Regions from separate parts of the Mus musculus genome. Here all the other regions are linked to region 3. A link is a contact called in public HiChIP or PLAC-seq data. All regions are on one chromosome and are shown on one strand. Each heading gives the region's core, a stretch centred on a gene start, on an enhancer-like site or on the middle of the called end of the contact. The rest is flanking DNA. Distances are from core to core; before and after follow the strand shown.

Evidence for each region. HiChIP or PLAC-seq counts read pairs in DNA pulled down with a chosen protein or histone mark.
Region 1: a contact with region 3 is called in an H3K27ac HiChIP or PLAC-seq map of trophoblast stem cells, with 3 times the contacts expected there. The contact joins the promoter of Bdkrb2 here to the promoter of Glrx5 in region 3. A contact is called at or near these places in 4 of 39 promoter capture datasets (the 3T3-L1 cell line, embryonic stem cells, hippocampal neurons and 1 more), 1 of 484 Hi-C or Micro-C datasets (adipose-derived mesenchymal stem cells), 9 of 115 datasets of contacts at active chromatin or transcription factors (embryonic hindbrain, embryonic stem cells, extraembryonic endoderm stem cells and 3 more) and 1 of 9 other capture datasets (embryonic stem cells).
Region 2: a contact with region 3 is called in an H3K4me3 HiChIP or PLAC-seq map of embryonic stem cells, with 21 read pairs. The contact joins the enhancer-like site here to the promoter of Glrx5 in region 3. A contact is called at or near these places in 2 of 39 promoter capture datasets (hippocampal neurons and neural stem cells), 1 of 484 Hi-C or Micro-C datasets (adipose-derived mesenchymal stem cells), 4 of 115 datasets of contacts at active chromatin or transcription factors (embryonic hindbrain, embryonic stem cells and stem cell-derived neural progenitor cells) and 1 of 9 other capture datasets (embryonic stem cells).

The regions. Positions count from the first base shown.
Region 1 is chr12:105,561,862-105,565,916 of GRCm38.p6, reverse strand. It overlaps Bdkrb2 (bradykinin receptor, beta 2), which reads right to left and starts at 2,745. Exons shown (of 3, transcript NM_009747.2): 1 at 2,669-2,745.
Region 2 is chr12:105,543,275-105,547,662 of GRCm38.p6, reverse strand. No RefSeq gene overlaps it. Among named protein-coding and RNA genes, the nearest start is that of Bdkrb2, 18 kb to the left of the region's middle. Within about 2 kb of position 1,267, at least 42 of the 459 cell types and tissues checked have an H3K27ac peak or open chromatin away from gene starts, as enhancers often do. A contact at or near this core is called in embryonic stem cells, where this site is marked.
Region 3 is chr12:105,029,399-105,034,150 of GRCm38.p6, reverse strand. Glrx5 (glutaredoxin 5) reads right to left here and starts at 1,533. Exons shown (of 2, transcript NM_028419.3): 1 at 1,169-1,533. The coding sequence starts at 1,451. Snhg10 (small nucleolar RNA host gene 10) reads left to right here and starts at 1,872. Exons shown (of 2, transcript NR_003145.3): 1 at 1,872-2,191; 2 at 3,326-3,534. It overlaps Gm46374 (a long non-coding RNA gene), which reads left to right. Exons shown (of 3, transcript XR_003950254.1): 2 at 50-292; 3 at 459-1,173. Mir3069 (microRNA 3069) reads left to right here and starts at 3,010; the gene lies at 3,010-3,074. It also overlaps Scarna13.

The DNA.
Region 1 (4,055 bases), core at 1,496-3,995, 530 kb before region 3:
AGGGGGAGGGGGAGAAGGGGAAGGGAGAAGATAGGAGGGGAGGAGAGGAAGAGAGGAGGGGGGATCTCCTTCTCAGTGGTGTTCCCTCTAGTCTGTACTCTAAGGAGCTGTGCAGGGCTCCTCTGAAGTGGGGACACTTGTCCGTATCACAGGCAAGTGAGCAGAGACTCAGAGTCTCTCGATCCGTACGTGGCACCCTTGAGGTCTGGACCCAATGTCCCGCTTGTCCCTCTCACTGTGACCTCTGACAAAGTGGTGGGGTCTCTAGGGTTCCACTTTTTTTTTTTTTTTTGGCCTCCAGAGTCTCAGAGACCCCACCTTGGTGACAGAATCATCGAGAGATGGATTGTTCAGTTTGCTGTGGAATGCAGCTCTGGGTGTGTGTCTTGGGTGTAGGCTCCCCAGAAAATCAGGAAAGCTTACCATGTGACCCCTTTCTCAGAGGGCAGGTGAAGGGCCGAGGACATTCCGGCCAAGGAGAGCTGACTCATACAGCTCATAACAACAGTACATATGCTGTGGCTCTGGGGAAGCTGGTTACCACCACATGAGGAGAGGATCGCTGGCTTAGAGCCCTCCTGTGATGGACCAGACCATGGGCAACAACCATCTTCCTGATCCTGAGATGCACACTGGCCCCAGCATGCACACCAAGGCAATTGTTTATGGTTGGGGATTCCTGGGCCAAGGACCACGTGCTGCAAGTGATCACTAGAGTCTCTGGTGTCAGTGGGTTCTTATGCCTTGACCCACGGCCTTTGACTTCTTAAAGCAAAACACAGACCCACCTGATCCACGAGCTTTCCCTGAGAACAGCTCTAGGTTCACAGAAAACGAAAGGGGAAAGTTCAAAGGGTTCTCATCTAACCCACCCCATCCCTCCTGACCCTATGTGTATCATCATAGACTTTATGCGCTTTCTCCAGCATGTCACGGGGTGCTCACAATGTCAGCTTCCCAAACCAGCTGCTTTAACTTGACATCAGGCCGTGTGTTCTCAGTGCTCTCAGTGTGAGCACTGCAGCTGTCCATTCAGCAAACCTTTATTCATGTATTCAGCAAATAGCGGCTATGGGGCCCAGTTCTAAAGCAGTCAACTGTCCATCCCATGATTGAGATATAGAGGTGCGGGTCCCACCTTCATTCTGGAAGCCGAGCCCCCTTGGCAATCTATATGACTCTCCCTCGACCCATGTGGTCCCTTACAGGCCACACCTGAGCAGCAGAGAAGGGTAGCCCTAATGTCACTCTAAGACACCCTGAAATTCTTGTCCAGCCAGTCACTGTGTTAGCAGAAGTCAGACGGTCCAGTTATTCTGGGTTTGATCCCGTTTGCTTGGAGCAGCATCCTTACACAGGCTCAGTCAATCCATCTTTTCATTTTTTTAAAGGTGACACAGCCCGCCTCCCATGAAGTTATGGGAGTCCCTTGGCAATGTAAGAAGGACTTGGTGAAGTTGTGACCTTCTCCAGACTCAGTTTCCCCATCTGTGCTGGGGGCCTTGCAGGGTGTGATTACAGGGGATTTTTCTTTCCCCCCTAACACATCAAGCGGCAGTGCGCAAGTTCAGGATAGAGCTGTCATGGACTCCTAGGGTCCACTGCCAGGCAAGCACAGGAGTTTTTCCACTTTTAATATTTTCTCCAGCCCCCCTTTCCTGCCTGCCCCTGCCCCGATCCAAGCGGAGGAAAACAGCAAACTCCGCTCCCGAGTCTCACAACTGTGGGGGTGTTCCCAACACCCACACTGCTGTTAGGGCACAGCGGGGGACCAGATTCTCTACAAGCCCTTCTCTGACACAGAAGGGCCAGGAGTTGTGTCTGGCATGGCACCACACCCACACTCGGCAGAGCTCCTGCTTCCTGTGGAGGGCTGGAGAGAGCCACAGGCAGCCTGTGACTCAGGAAGGCGCATTCTAACCTGCCTAACCCGCGAGCATCACTGCTGCACCCAACACAGAGGCCACGGAGCTACCAACCAGCAACCTGGGTAACGCAAATTGCACACGTGGCGCGCCGCGCCGCCGTGGGGAGATCGCATTTCTGTCTGCATTAAAAGGAGCCGCCGAGTCTTCTTTGTGGCCCTGGTCCCGAGATATAAAATCTTCGCCAACTATGTTACCCATGGGGTAAAAGCGGAGCTGCGATTTGAACCCAAGACAACACACCAAGCTCACCCATAAGCACTACCTTGATGGAAGAACAGGGCAGGGGACACTAAGTATTTGTGGATTAAAGCTGCCACCACTGGCCCAGATGAGGCGCAACAGACAAAGTCTCCTTTCTGTATTAATCTCCGCCAAACACTTTGCAGACAGAGAAAACAAGGCCTAGAGACGTGACAGCGACTCTCCGGGGGTCACAAAATACCATCAGTGGCTCAGTGAATAAAAAGCCGGACTCTGGACACCTGTCCTGCTGCCTGGCGCTCACTCCTTTAGCCCATGGTGTCTACATGAAACCTATAAAACTCAAACCACTGGTCGCTCACAGGGAAAAGATGAGCTGGAACAGGCAAGGCAAACCCCCTGCCTGTAAGCATCTGTAATCCTTCCTCGCTTCATTTCTCAGACCTAGGGGAGGAAGGAATCTTCCTCCAGTTCCCCGAGACTCAATTTCAGCTGGGATAGTTGCGCTCTCCATTAACGAGCCCATGCCGGAAACTCACCTTTTCTCAAGCGAGCCGGTTCTGTGTTGTAGGGAGTCCCTCGGTCCAGGTTCAGCGGCTGCCTGACACGCCTTCCCAACAGCCCTACTATCCACTCCCCTGAGGAGCGAAGCTGGAGTGGCACGGGGAACAGCTCATCTTTCAAGGGCTGGCCGGTGATGTCATCACTCTCCTGGGCACCTCCCCCCTCCACCTCTAGTCCAGATCAGCTCCAGGCTCCCTCCGGGATCAGCAGCAGTTCTTAGCGGTGGTGCTTTTGGACCTCCTAGCTGCGGAGGCCAAATCAGGATGGCCACAGGTTGTCCCCCGTGGGTGCAGACCATGGTCGGGTCCCGGAGCCTAGGCTGGTAAATGTTTCCCCTGCAGCTCGAACAGCCACGGAGACCACGTGAATGCCTGTGTTTAACACAACACTGTTTACCGTGACAGGGTCTCCTGAAGTGATTGTTTTGCTCCTGAGTTTTAGGTGCAAACAGTGGGCATTTACAGAGGATGTAAATAGAAGGCAGCCAGTTGGGATGGAGGGTTTCTGAACGTGTTTTTTATTTTGCTTTGGCCGTGCACAACTCCCAGGGGTGCTGAGGCAGAAACTAGGATACAACTCAGACAAGGGACACACTGCTGGCCAAGTCCTTGAGTGAGCTGTGTGCTGGCCCCTGCCAGATACGGGACTTCCTCTGGGGAATTTAGAAGCAGTTTCTTCCTCTCCTTCTAAGCTCTGTCTTTTTTCATTTTCTTTGAAGATCTGCTAAAGACCCATTGCGCTTTCCTCTCCAGATGAGAGGAGGATGCAGGGAAGATCAGAGACCAGTCCAGAGAGAGCCTAGGGTTCCAGGAATGCACACAGACAGAGCTCCAGCAGCTGTCCCCCTGTCCCTGACCAAATAGGGATGGGGCAGCGGCAGAGGTCGTGAATCCAACCCTGTCTTGGCTTCAGACTGACTGAAATGAGTCAAAGCTCTTGTGACCTGAGTGTCCCATTGCCCCATCTGCACCTCTGGCCTGTCTGACCACAGGGAGCTTCCGAGGCATGGGACCTCTGGTCCACTTGGGTGAGTGAGCCTGTGATCTGGCTAAGATGATGCTGTGTGCCTACCCACTCGTGCAGGGGAAACCACCACAGCCCTGAAGGGTCACAAGGGAAGGGTCCTTCATGAGCTTTGCAGAGCAGACAGAAGCTGAGTGGTGATTCACAGAAACCAAGGCTGCAGGGTCTAGAGTCAGAGGTCTGCTTAGCTCTCCATATTGGGAAGCAGACTCAAAACCAAGAACAATGCCCCCCCTCCCCCAAAGCCCCACTATCTTGCCCTCATTCTGTAGAGTGCTGGTTGGTCTGGAGTGACAGACTCCGTTCACGTTCCAAACTCTTTTCTTGCTGGGTTTTCTG
Region 2 (4,388 bases), core at 18-2,517, 510 kb before region 3:
TGCGCTCCTTCCAAAGCAGACAGAGAGGGAGGGTTTGTGTGCAGGACATCAACTTAGGGGTGACCCTGTGGGAAATGGAGGGGCACGGAGAGACGCCAGGAAGGAGAAAGCTGTGTAAAAACATCTTCTGAATCTGAGATGGCCAGGGATGCTAGGAGCTGCCTAGCAACAGGACCTAGCAGGGAGGGAGTTAAACCATCTGAGAAATGTGGGCCAAGGGACTTACAGGAGGATGGTTTCTGCACTAGGATTTCCATAGAGCCTCTGTCCCCAGTGATTCTTTGCTGCACCCTGTGAGTGCCCCTAGGGATCATGAGCTGCAGCTGCTGGGATGCTCAGACAGGAAGTGAGGGACACCACAGCACAGCTCAGAGCCTGAGCAGAACAGAGCCCGGTCATGTCGGTGTTGGCTGCTTCAAGCAGGTGAGGCCAAATACCTGGGCCAAGTCCCTTTCAGGTTCTTGTCACCACCCCATGCATTTATTTCCTGGTGGCCTCTGTGGCTTTCTTCTCCTCGGGAGCTTTTCAGTGTTGGCTTCTGCTGCGGCTGTTGGCTCTTCTGAGACTCAAGTCCGAATTTTCCAGCCCACTTTCCAAAACGGATGGGTGGTTCCCCTCACCTGTGTGGAGCATCAGTGACCGATCTGCTAACCTGTGGGTCGAACTTCCCTTGGAAGGCTCAAGATGCCCGTTTTGACCTCTGGCAAACGTGATCTTAGAAACCGAATGGATCAGGGCACTCCTACTCATGGTCCCAGAGAGACAGAAGGCCTTTGCCGAGGGGGCAACTCTTGGGGAGGAGGACAGGGGTCACTAGACCTTAGCAGGTCCATGTCCTGAGCATGGTTTCTCCGTTGGAAGAGAGGCCAGGGTGAGGGGACTCAGTCTGTCTCTGACTCAGGCATGACGATTCCCACGTGGCTAGGAGCTGGAAAAACACTGGTATCATCAGACCAGATGAATTTCATCCCGGTGATGAAACAGAACTCAGACCCCAGGAAGCAGATGAATGCAAAGACTTTGATTCTCTCTCTCTCTCTCTCTCTTTTCTCCCTTCCCTCCTACTCTCTGTGTTTCTTTGCCTTTCTCTTCTTTTCTTCCTAGATCCTCGTTGGTTTTTCAAGGCCAAGATGCAGAAGAAGAAAGTGAGTGTGGACATCACACAGCCACAGGATTCCTGACATCCTTTGCCCAGTCACCAACTTCCCAGGGTAGCAACCCCGGGCCACAGAGGTTACACAGGCAATTATTATCAGTGAGTTTACTCACCTCTGCCAATAGAAAGCAAACAGGGAGGCTGGGATGAGACCCGGAAGCGTTGGGAATGAGGTGGGTGGGAGAAAGCGAAATCTGGGAGGGGCGGCAGCGCCTATGAGGGTGAAAGGTCACGGGTGGGGTTGCCGGTGTCGACAGCGTGCTTTCTGTAAGTCATCACTCAAGTTGAGCAATGTGGAGGAATTGATCTCAGTGTTAGCCATGCAATCAAAGTGTGTGGTCCAAGAAGGCAGAGCGCTCCCTCTGGACTCAATTAGAGGCACCCACGGGAATGACAAAAGACACCATCTGCTCAGTCTTTTAAGATGGAGCTCAACCTGCTGTGTGCCCCAGGCACAGGCAGGGGCTCCAGTGAAGCTGGCTTTCCTGGCTCTTTTACAGGAGATGTACAGTTTTGGGAGGGACAGGCTTCAAATGTGCGTGATTACAAAAGACTGTTGAGCCACTTCTGGGATAAGTGTGGCGTGAGATCGTGAAAGGAAGTGACACTCAGTTGCTGTCGTTAGAGCCAGGTTTATTTGAGGAGCAGTGGGGATAGATTTCCAGATGAAGCAGCTGTGCAAGGCCCCTGTGACCCGACTCCTGAGCAGCTCATGGGTGGATGAAAATAGCAGCTTGTCTATGAGAGCCAGAAGTTTAAAGCGAGATGTGTGGGGTCCAAGGGGTGTTACAACCAAATCTGGGTGCTCAAGTGAGGGAAAAGTGTCAAAAAGCGATGGAAAGGGACTTGGACTTTGTCCTAGGGGTCTGAGAGCTCTGACAGACCCAGAGGGTGGTGTGTGTGTGTGTGTGTGTACAGGGTTGTCTGTGTGCACACATGCATGCATGTGTGTGTGTGTGTGTGAAAGAGAGAGAGAGAGAGAGAGAGGGAGAGAGAGAGAGTCAGGGCTCTCTATAGAAACAGAACCAATTGTATGTGTGTGTGCATGTGTATGTACATATACATATACATACACATACACATACACATACACATACACATACACATACATATACACATACATATACATACATATACATACATATACATATGGAGGCTTATTGAAAGGAATTGGCTCATGACTGTAAAGGCCAACAAGTCTGAAATCTGTAGATGGGTCACCAGGCTGAAGACCTGGTTCAAAAGCTTCCTGCGACAGCATTCTGTCTTGCCCAGGGACCCTGGTGTTTTGTTCTATTGGGGCCGTCAGCTGATGGGACAAGTTCCACCCACATTACAGAGGGCAATGTGCTCTATTCAGAGCCTGCTGATTCCAAAGCTACTCACATTCAGGCTAACCTCACAGACACATCTCGGGTAATAGCAGACCACATAGCTGGGCGCCAACGCCTAGTCAAGTTGACCAGGACACTTAACATCAGAATGTTATCAGTGGAATGTGTCACATGATCAGAACTGCGTTTCTGGGACCTCATGGCTATGGTGGGAAGAATGTGTTGGTACAGGGCCATGTGGAGAAGTGGAGAAAGGAGTGGCCCCCAGGAGGGGTCGGGTGTCTGGAGTGAGGATGAGAGATGGAGAAGGACATCCTACTCTGACTGCCTCTAACGGAAGCACTTGCTGAAGAAATAGGAGCAGAGTGAGGATGCTAGGGTACTCAAGATGCTAGGGTACTCAAGATGCTAGGATACCCAGGATACTAGGGCACCCAGGATGCTAGGGTACTCAAGATGCTAGGGTACCAGGGATGCTAGGGTACTCAAGATACTAGGGTACCCAGGATGCTAGGGCACCCAGGATGCTAGGGTACCAGGGATGCTAGGGTATTCAAGATACTAGGGTACCCAGGATGCTAGGGTACCTGGGATGCTAGGGTACTAGGGATGCTAGGGTACCCAGGATACTAGGGCACCCAGGATGCTAGGGAACTCAAGATGCTAGGGCACCCGGGATACTATGGTACCCAGGATACTAGGGCACCCAGGATGCTAGGGTACTCAAGATGCTAGGGTACCCAGGATGCTAGGGTACCCGGGATGCTAGGGTACCAGGAATGCTAGGAAACCCAGGATGTTAGGGCACCCGGGATCCTAGGGTACCAGGGATGCTAGGATACCCAGGATGCTAGGGCACCAGGGATGCTAGGGTACCCAGGATGCTAGGGTACCCAGGATGCTAGGGTACCCAGGATGCTAGGGTAACCAGGATGCTAGGGTACCCAGAATGCAAGGGCACCCAGGTTACTAGGATACCTAGAATGCTAGGGTACTAGGGATATAGGGCACCTGGGGTACTAGGGTACCCAGGGATCCTCCATTTTGTGGATGCAGGGATGGGTGCAGGGAAGATTGAGTGAGGAGTCCAGATTCCCAGTGACACAGGAAAGCTACCGGTGCTGGTAACTAACTAAGCACATTACTCCATCACTGCGTGGGCCCTGTCCCATTTCCATAATGACAGAAGCTCCTCACTGAGCTTCCTGTCTCTTGAGTGGCTGGTGCGTTGGTAGAATGAATCATTATCTCCTGGTTTCTTTCCAGGACTCAGAACCACACCCATCCTGGCAGATTCCACAGAGCGCCTCCTTTACTAACACCGTCCTCGGTGACTTCTCTCTTCCCTCAAGTCCCACAAACAGTGTTTATTATCTAATTCAACAAATGGCTTGTTCATTCCTTGATTGTGCTTTAATTTTTAAAGGCTCACATTGAAGTGTTCTTTATGGGCAATTGATTTCACATATTTTATTTAAAAGGTACAGCTTGCCAGGAGCAGTCAGACTCAGCCAGGCTGCAGGAATAAGAACGTCTGCTCTTAGGCAGCAAAGGTTTATCTCTTGTTCGAATCACAGGGGTGTCCTTCTTCAAGCTGCGGGCTGGAGCCCCAGGTCTCTTCAGCTTTCCATTTTGTTTTTTACAATCGCCTTGGTCCATTTGGTCTTCATGGCAGTCTAGAAAGAGAGAAGGAGGATTCTTTGTGAAAGGCTTCAAGAAGTAGTCACGCTAGAAGCTGGAATCGCTTTCTCCTACATCAAAGCTGGTATCGCTTTCTCTTACATCTGATTGGCTGGAATATGATCATGTGGCCTTGTCGAGTTGCAAAGGAGGCTGGGAAATAGATTTTATGGCTTATTTGTGAAGAGAAAGAAATGGGTATGGGTGAATCCCAGTGG
Region 3 (4,752 bases), core at 284-2,783:
ACCCGGCTGTAATTCTTATTTTCTCTCGTTTCCTCGTGGACTCTGCCAGGTTCGGTGTCATAATCTTCATTATACTGAGAAGGCAGTATAATGAAGTAGTATTACAGTAGGCTGTGCTGCAGACCCACCACAGATGATTCCAAGCCAAACCTGCTCTCCACGGCCCCAGCCTCATCAAGAAGAATGACCATACGACGAACAACTATAATCAGTAATTGCAAATGTTGCATACTCCATTCTAACACAGACAAGTCTCCTCTCAGCACAGTGACCAACCCAGAGCACTAAATCAGTAAGATGGGGGGGGGGGGGCTACTTGAATACAGGGTTCCCCGGATTCCACTGAAGGAGGAGCAGGGTGCGGGGAGGGGGCAGCTTTCCCATTACCCGGCCCACCTTGACCGATTCTTGCCAAGAATCAGAACCAAATCCCTGGCCTTTCTCTTCCTCGCTCACAGCAAGCACAAGACGGAGAGAAAGGCGCCTGCCTGGTACTGTGTATAAAGGATTCCAACTAGACGTCAGGACGCAGTCGCTTTGCCTTGGGGCCAGTAAAAAGCTGTTCTGCTCTCTGCCCTTTGGGCCCAACCTGGCCGCAGTTTGCTAATCTGGTCGGGGGTCAGAAGTTTTCTTAGTGGCTTCCTCTTTCCGCTGAGCCTCTACCATGTCTTAGTCTCCACACACTGTTCTTTGATGCTACAGTATCTAAAAAACAAACTTCGTGTCTTTCCCAACGTGAGTCCGGCTAGACTATGGTGAAACCTTCTCTCCAGCAAGAAGACAGTCCCTGACCCTCGGGGCCTTAAACATTATTAGTCAGCCTCTGACCTCGTTAGGCACACACAGGCAAGCCTGAAACCTCTTCCCTACATACGTAGTAGCATCAGTCCCTCACCTAGCAAGTACGCTGCTGGCTTCCAAGCCCTCAAATTGTCCCCAAGGGTATTCGCAGTGAGTCCCCCTCTCAGCCAGCCACTCCCCAGTCGACCTGCTCAGAGGGGATCATGATGCCGACTACCCCCTCTCCTATGCAGTCAGAAACATCTCGCCCCGAGGTGGGCCGAGGCGAACCCTCCGCCCATGTGGCTACACAACCAGGGAAGGCCCTTGCTCCTCGGGATCTGCTCAAGTTCACCGCGCCCTCGCAATCGGATCCCACGGGCCTGACCTTGCCTCAGCTCCGGGTCGTCCAGCACGTTGTAGGCCGCATAGTCGCGAACACCGTGCAGCCGCAGAATCTGCACCACGGCGTTGCTGAAGCCGCACTGGGGCTGCTCGGGCGTCCCCTTGAGGAACACCACCACCTTGTCCTTCTTCACCAGCGCGTCCAGCTGCTCCGCCTGGCCGCCCGAGCTCGCCGCCCGCACGCCGGCTCCGGGCAGGCCACCGCCACCAGCGCTTCGCCCCCAGCGCAGCAGAGCCGCCGCCGCCCGGCTCAGGGACGCGCTCATGCCCGCTCGCTGTCCACCGCCTCTGCGGCCACTCCAGGGCTTACAGAGCCCGTGGTGTCCGGCCGGCCCACCAGAGGCTCTCATTGGACAAGCTCTGGGATGAGTCTCGTGATTGGACAATACTGGCTCAATTCCACCAATCACATCGCTTACACCGTAGGGTGGGCCTTCCCTGGGAGCCGCGTCCTACAGGCTTGCTAGTGAGCGAGGACGACCGCTTTGCGTGTTGATTGGACAAATCGGACGTCCGTCGGTGAAGGGCATGAAGAGGCGTGACTAGAGGAAGCCGGCTTTCCTCGTGCGGGCGTTCGAGGCCTGGCCGGATACGCCAAGATGATAGGGCAGGCGCGAGGCGGGGCTTCTGCCGCCCGCGGCACGCCGGGAAGGAGTCACGTCCAGACGCAGCTTCCGGTTCCTTTTGCGGTGATTGCTACGGTAACGCGGCCGGTAGTCCTGCGATGGCGTGCACCAGAGAGGAGGTGGCCTTCCATGCCTCACCGGCTGAGGCCAGCCGCGAACCTGGCGTGTCCTGGTCTGCCCGGGGCTCCAGCCTCCGACCCGCCATGCACATGGACATCCAAGCCGTGTCCTGCGGCCTCCCGTGGGATTCTTCCTCCAGAATGAGGTTTTTTTTTTTTTTAGCATAAAACTATAAGTATTGTGTATGTATGATCTGCGTGCATGCATCTTCAGAAGACGACTTTTATAAAGGGTCCGGGGATGGAACTCTAGCTTGCAGGGTAAGTCCCTTGGCACGCTGAGCCCTCTCCCTGGCCTCTAGAATGATGCTCTTCTCGTAGAAACGTGTAAAGTGCTCTAGCCGTGGGACGGCTGGCTTTGGGGTCTCGGTGACTACTGGGGTCGGGAAGGATTGAAAGAACAAGGGAATTGGTGGGTTGCCGGGCCCTGTGGCCATTGTCTGCAACGTTGCCTTGCCTCTTAAGAGGCTGAGGCAGGAGGATCAGTTGAACTCAGGAGTTCTAAATAAGCCCGAGTCAGCCCGGGCCGTACAGCAGGACCCTTTTTAAGAGGGAAAACGGAGGGTGAGGATGTAGCTCAGTAGGAAGTCGTTTTCCTAGTGTAAGCGACGTCCAGAGTTCCACCCCGTCACATGCACACAGACAGTAATAAAAGAGAGTATTCTCTTAGTGAATTCCGGTGTAGATGATGATGGCCCCAGGGTAGAGTGCTTGCTTGCACATCTGCTGGGGATGGTGCAGAAGAGTGGGCAGGCGCGTCGTTTTTTTACATGGACTTCCCCCTAGAACAGAGCCCCGGGTGTGGTCAGTTCTCCCGCCGGTAGTACGCAGATCCAGATCCTGGCCAGCAGGCCTCCGCAGCCCACTATCTAATCTGCAGTCTTGGCCCTGCGCTGGGTTAGCGGTACCCTAGAGCACACCAGACTTGCAGAGAAAGCAGACAACAGAGGAAGCTGAGGCATGCCTGCTCGAGAGGCAGCAGGCCCATGTGCAATTTTCCTCTGATAGGGCCTGGGTACTGTTGCCACGGTGATAATGGCTGTGCCGTGTCATTGTCGATCCACCAACAGTCAGAGAAGCTTGGCAGTCAAGATATTGTTTAGCAGACGGAGCGGTTTCTGTTGGACACTAAGTACTGCCACAAAACCTCGAGCGACTAAGCGTGTTGCCGGAGGTGGTCTGTTTGCACCCGGGGAGTGAATGTAAAAAATCAGAGTTCACACAGAGTGAGCCATGGGATGTGCTAAGCTGTGGCTCAGAGGGAAACCGGAGCCACTCGCTCTGAAGACAGATGGGAACCAACCGCCTGGCGGGTTCCTTGTCATTGTATTGATTCCTGGTTTTTTTATTTTTTTCTGATGGCAAGCCCCAAACTAAAATCTTGTTATTTTGCAGATCCTCTGATTCCAGGTACCATACAAAGATGTTTACAAGAAATGCAGAGGTAAAACAGCTGCTCCGAAAGCCAACCTTTTGTGTCCTTAACGGCAGAGTGTCAGTTAAATCGCCCCAGCGCCCGGAAGCTTTTATTCATGTTTACACTGCTGTGAGTAGTTATAAATAAATAAACCAATAAATAAATGCTGGCAGTTTGCTTCTGGGAAGCTGTGTGTCTCGTCTACTCTCAGCCGTCCAATTGGCTTTGGTGCTCACTGGGTGAAGGGAAAGACTTTGCAGACTGCTCTGGGGACCTGGAAGCAGAGCAGTGGTGGCAAACAGCATGTTGCTAACTATTAGTGGTAACAAAACTCCTGGCCCAAAAAAAAAAAAAAAAAATAGCAGCTTAAGGGAGTAAGGGTTTACCTTGTCTCCCAGCTGGCAGGTGCAGGGATCATGGCAAGAGCTTGAGGTGGCTGGTTGCATGGCATCCAGCAAAGAGATGAACACCGCTGCCTGCCTCCAGGTCCCCATCCTGCAGGGGTCAGCGGCTCCTCCTCCCTACGTAAACCTTTCTGGAAGCATCCTCATAGACAGACACATCCTCAGGAGTTTCCATGGTGACTGTGAATCCCGTCGAGGTGACAGTGGAGACAGAGCTTTCACACTGACTTTATGTATAGTTCGTTGGCCTAGGAAAGAGTTTTCTCTTTAAGTCATCAGATATCTAGTACAGCTGTCACGTAGTAACATTAAAGTTAACCAAGTGGGACGATTGCCAAGCCCGATTTCCAGAAATGCAGCACCGCTGCCTAGTTGAAGTGACACACACCTTTGATCCCAGCGCTTGGGAGGTGTAGGCCCATGGATCTGAGTTCAAGGCCAGCTCAGTCTACATAGTGAGTTCCAGTCCAACCAAGGATACATAATTTAATAATTTAATAAGACCATCTTAAAATGTGTGTGTGTGTGTGGTATAAGACTGTTTTCAAGCCGTTGCTTTAGAAATCTTCAAATGAAAGTGTGAAGAAAGTACGCTTCTGAAGCGTCCATCAGAACTGCGCTCTGGACAGCTTGTGTGTCACCGCGGTGTGTGTCCCCAGTGGGGAAGCGGAAGGGGAGTTTGCTTTCAAGGGTCCTAGGATTTGGGTAAAACAACATCATAATTAAACTGCAAAAGTTCACCTTGGCAATATGTGACTCGGGCATGTCACAGTGTCTCTCTTTCCCTGCGTTCAGATGAGGTCCTGCTTCCATTCCAAACCCCGTGAGGCCAGTGGGAACAATGACTGAGTCTTTTGTGTCTCAGCCCCACACCAGCCAGGGTGGGGACTGTGGAGCTGAGTGGTCTCCAGCTCCCACCCCCTTTCCTTCTGACACAACTAGTGCTACCACCTGATACCCTTTACAGTAACCAGCTTTTAGAAGAGGGGAGGATGGCTCAG